Regions from separate parts of the Bicyclus anynana genome. Here region 1 is linked to region 2. The links are chromatin contacts, called in public Hi-C maps. All regions are on one chromosome and are shown on one strand. The core of a region is the stretch at or near the end of the contact, and the rest is flanking DNA. Distances in the headings are between cores, read along the strand shown. Region 1 has its middle 23 kb from the start of LOC128198563. Region 2 has its middle 35 kb from the start of LOC128198563.

What was found. A called contact is a pair of places that touch in the nucleus more often than the background predicts.
Region 1: a Hi-C map of whole larva shows a contact between it and region 2, with 1.7 times the contacts expected there. The contact joins two enhancer-like sites. A contact is called at or near these places in 2 of 2 Hi-C or Micro-C datasets (whole body and whole larva).

Annotation. Positions count from the first base shown.
Region 1 is chr12:596,587-599,286 of ilBicAnyn1.1, forward strand. No RefSeq gene overlaps it. Among protein-coding and RNA genes, the nearest start is that of LOC128198563, 23 kb to the left of the region's middle. Within about 2 kb of position 1,380, at least 8 of the 8 cell types and tissues checked have open chromatin away from gene starts, as enhancers often do.
Region 2 is chr12:537,943-540,642 of ilBicAnyn1.1, forward strand. No RefSeq gene overlaps it. Among protein-coding and RNA genes, the nearest start is that of LOC128198563, 35 kb to the right of the region's middle. Within about 2 kb of position 1,354, at least 8 of the 8 cell types and tissues checked have open chromatin away from gene starts, as enhancers often do.

The DNA of each region.
Region 1 (2,700 bases), core at 130-2,629, 59 kb after region 2:
TGGCGTTGGCCTGCTTGCTTTCTCTTCGGATGACCTGTGGACAACGATATTTTATACTATACCTAGATATGTTATGTGCCTAAAAATCATCGCATTATAATATTTATATAGATACAGTTTTTAAAGTTCCTGAACACACAACTCGATATTCTGTACAATATTTAGGTATAATTTATATAAATAACTTTCGTTGTTTACGACTCATTGAAATTAATACAATTAGCAGCTTTTGTTCGCCTCAGTTTTGACGCGCTAGTGACATATGTCTATCATAAAATCTTTGCATGTGGGTGATCGACGAGGATATCTATCGCCCAGCCTAGCTTCATTCGCGTTGGCTGCCGTGCTTTACGTTATCGAATACACTATTCACAGTAGGTAATAGGTGAGTTGCAGCACTACCTAAGATTACTAGATGTAGCACATCAAGTATATCGGGCGAGATTTAATGATTCCACGAAGAGCGCCGGATCTGAATATATTGAATTTACTCTGTAAATGTAATAAACTAGTTCTATTTGAGTCTCACAGCGTTTTATATCTTATTACGATTTACGTAGGATTTAAAATGCAGTGCGCGGCGACGTGCGATGTCGATGATTTAAATAACCGCGTACCGTGGAGAGAACGTTTCAATTTGATTTTAGTAATGAGTTCGTAAAATTATATACTTGCTCACTCAGTCACGGTACCTGACTGATACATTGGTCCAGTGGTTAGCCTGATTATGGATGTTGAGTTCACGGGTTATAGTCTTGGGCTACAAAATAATGAGCTTTTATCTCTTCCGAGTACCTACTTATCAGCAGCAGCCCAAAGTTAGGCAGTCGCTGGTGCCTCAGAGAGGAAAGTAGGTAAGTAGGTACGATTTAAGCTGTCGGTTCTGGTTATCATTAACTTAAAATAGTGGTGTTTATAGAAATGATGTTGGCCTAAGTTCCAAAGCCTTTCTCGTATAAGTGCCACAGATGCAAAAATTAGGTACCGCCTGTCCTAAGAACTCATTACGAACAATTTTTACGTATAAGGCCTCAATAGCTCAGTGTTATAGGGCTGAACTCATCACCGAGAGGTGGTGGTTCGATCCCCAACCGCAAGACTGTTGTCGACCTATTCCTAACACAGTATTTCCCGAGCAATTGAAGGGGAAAATGCCTTAAAAACCCTGTCACTGGTATTAAAAGATGCTGATATACCTAGATTATATTTTTACGGCGAATAATAACTGGGACACGGCTGGTAACTAACAGACTGAGTGGGTTAAGCTACTACATAGTTACTTACATGTACCCGCAGATATCACTCCTCCTACACCTGTATTACCTGAAGGTGCTATCTATGTGTGTGTACTGCGCGCTGATTGGTGGAAGGCAAGCTCACCTGTGCCACGGCAGCGCCCGACCAATGGGGAGCCACTCACCTGTCGGATCGATGGCGAGGCGGAGCGCACCTGAGAGGCGGTGATACGTAGCTTTAGAATGATGTCTTTGTTAAGTTAATAAGGAATAGATTACATAGAATTTTTGAGTTTCTGTGTAAGTTCTGACTGTTTTTGGCTATAGTACATCCTTATTATTATCACTACTGAGAGACTTTTCGTGCTCTGGTACAAACAATCCAATTTTTCAACTTCAGGCTGCTATTGAGATTTCTCTTATAATATAATAATAATATAAAAACTAATATAACTTGTTAAAATATTTTTTTTATGTAGGTCTGATATCCTGGTTCAAACCCTGGGCCTCATAACTTAGATAGCCACAGAGCCGGAGGTATCTACTTTATTAAAACAAACATTCAAAAATCGCGCCAGTGTGCGCGGGCCCTTAGTCCTAATGATCCCGTCACACGATATCTCCTAAACGCGCCTACACGGCTGAGGCCTGCGGCAAATGACATTAGGCGTCTGTTAAGGTGAGGCTACACGTAGGTCTTCCTGACATACTCATCAATATAAGCCTATTTAACGGCCCACTACAGGGTCAGGCCTCCCTCCTTATATGGAGGTTAGACCCACCACGCTGCTCCAATATAGGTTGATGAAACACCATCAACTTGCCAACTTCAGGCTGAGAACCTTAAGGGAAAATTTTTATTCATCAGTCTGACTGATTGATCAACATATTGGCTACTTTTATCCCGAAAAAGACATGCTTCTTGTGGGATTTAAGAAGCTAAATATTACATGGACGAAGTCACGGGCATCCGCTAATCATCTATACGAATATATAAAAGAACAAACTGTAAACCTTGCATTTTTAACCGACTTCAAAAAGGAGGAGGTTCTCAATTCGGTCGGTATTTTTTCAAATGAATAAATGAATTATGAATTATTATTGTAAAGAAATAAAGTTTCTGGTGTTGTAGAGAGTAATCTCTAAATCTACTGAACCGATTTTGAAAATTCTTTTACCACTAGAAAGCCACGTTAGTGTGAGTGAGTTAGTGAGTTATTTGTGAGTGTCATAGGATATATTTTATCCCTGTATTCTCACGGGAACGGGAACTACACGGTGAAACCGCAGGGCGTCGGCTAGCCGAATCTAACCAGTTGGATATATTTAAATAAAGAACAACATTTTGATCTTGTGCTAGTGTCAGTGTTCGAGACCTCGCCTTAACGTATCAAACTACCCCCGCCCCGGGGGCGTTATATTTTTTCCCCGATCCCGATCCGCCGGTAAATTGCTATCCGATAGC
Region 2 (2,700 bases), core at 104-2,603:
GTCCAACATATTAAAATCTAGAACTAAAAATCTGTCTAAAAATCGGCGCCTGTACTGTAAATCTATATTACAGCTTGTCTCCATAATATTATAATAAGTCACTAGATATAGTGTTTATCAATTATGTTTTGTCGTATAGGTGGAAACTGTATGTTTGTCAAACTGCGGCTCCCAGTGAAACGTATGCTTTATGAACCCCCATTTAAAATGAGAAAGAGAATAAAAACGAATGGAAGCTTCGGGAACAAATAAACTGTCTAATAAAAGTTTCGGTTCTGCGGCGAACTTGTTACGTTAGCTAAATCATACTGATAAAGAAAGGTAACATAATAACATAAACGATGTCGCATGATAAACTATTATCTACATATTATTATATATATTTTTTAAAAATGAAATATCACGTGTCTCAAATGGTGAAGGAAAACATCGTGAGGAAACCTGCATACCAGAGAATTTTCTTAATTCTCTGCGTGTGCGAAGTCTGCCAATCCGCATTGGGCCAGCGTGGTGGACTATTGGCCTAACCCTTCTCATTCTGAGAGGAGACTCGAGCTCAGCAGTGAGCCGAATATGGGTTAACGTAACGTATATATATTTTTTATATAAAGTTAGCGCTCTTGTCCGCAACCTTGGCAGATGTAAGTGATGATGATAGCGGCTTACTTGCTTACTCTGATAGTTTTAATGCGATATCACAACGGACCACTAAATTGCTTAGTGGTCTTTGTCGGTAGGCTGCTAACTAGCCCAGGCCGATGTCTACCACCAGAACTGTCGATATTTAGTTAATGTCGGTCGGTACTGTCGTTAAACTGTCGGTCGCAATTATTAACTTCTGGTTTACATCATTAGGGCCCACCAACCTGGATTCTAACAGCGTGGTGATCTAAGCTCCATATCCATCCTCCTAGAGAGAGGTATAGGCTTGGCCTTGTGTGGGATGTTAAAATAGGATCCTAATGAAGAAATATCCAATATCTGTTTATCATTATCATCATAAACAATCCATATTCGACTCACTGTTTAACACGACGCTGGCCCAATGCGGATTAACAGACTTCAAAGAAGAAAATTTTCAGTTATGCAGATTTCCTCATGAAGTTTTTCCTTCACCGTGAAATACGTGATATTTAATTATTTATAATGTATATAACTGTAAAGATGGAGCATGCCCCGGACTGGATTCAAACCTATACGCCCTTCGAAGACAGAAGTCATATCCACTGGGCTATCACGTCTCATATCAGTGTATATTGCAGTAATCAGAGCAGAAGCTATAGCTGTGTGAGCTGTGAACAATGCTGGTGCGGGATAAACACCTCGGCCACACCGCCGCACATGCAGCATGACGTCACCCGACAACCTGTCGCCCGAGCCGTGTAATTAAACCCGTCCCTGCGCAGTGCTGCGCCGCACACTAAACGTCGATACTCGATAAATAAATACTTACTAAATGTAAATTGCATTTCTTACATACCCACCCTCAACTGAAAGAGTAATATGCCTTATTATACTGCTTTATTTTAGTAAGGAAGGCCTAACTATATGCATTTTTCACCAACGAAAATAAAACATTTAAATTGTAAATCAAACCATACAATTTAGGCAAGAAGTATTGTGAGATTTCCTTAAACAGTATTAGTGAGAAGCGAGCCGTTAATTAATTTAATAATTATAAATTTTTGATTGATTTATGATTATGCAGTCTTACAATCTTAATTCAATCAAATACAAATAAAACGTTTTATTTGAGGATGATGACATATTTGATAGTAGATAGACAATAATCATATTATGAGCAATAAAGCACATACGAGTAGGTATATAATTGTAGATGGTTCAGATTTGTTCAATATCTTCACTTTTACATACTATTCGTACAATCGTAGTCAATCTGATGTTGTATGTTTGAGTCAATAATATTTGCATATTGCAAACGTAAAAATATTGTTTTTAATATTTAAAAATTATTATAGCATAAAAATGACCCTTGCAATGTTATTTAATCTCTACGAAAAAAAAAATCCTTAACATAAATAATACTTTTTTTAAATTATTTCTTGTACGTATACAATTATTTTTATTAATAACTAGCGGACGCCTCCTACTTCGTACGCGTGAAATTCAGTTTTTCACAAATCCCTAGGTAACCATAGACTTTACTGAGATAAAAAATAGCCTATATACTACTCAATAACCTCTTCTATCTTCCAGTATAAAAGTCATACCATGATCGGTCAACTTCCAAAAAAATCATAAAAGCTTGATTTTGTACAAGTATCGTGTAAATAACTATAAGCGCTAGAATACTTGAATTTTATTTATATGTATTAATAAATATCGATACCAAGTGAAATGTACCAGCAGAGCAGCACTAGCGACGACCCCCGCGGCACCTCGTGTTATTAAGGCGTTTTTTGTGCGCCACACGTGCTCGCCATACCTCGCTCTGTGTGTGTCTGTCTTTATACTCACTGATACGTAGGTATGCTATACTGATACTTGGAGGGTACCTATATAGGTATATTACTATTAGTAGCTATTGTATGTTTATCATCGTTCAAATTGGTAAAAGAGAATATTGGCATCAATGTTGCAAAAAACTTTATTCGAAAGCTTTTGTCTTCAAAAGTTACCTTTAAAGAAATCGTATTGCTCACGCATTTATTGTCGGAGTATACCCGATTATAGCTTGGC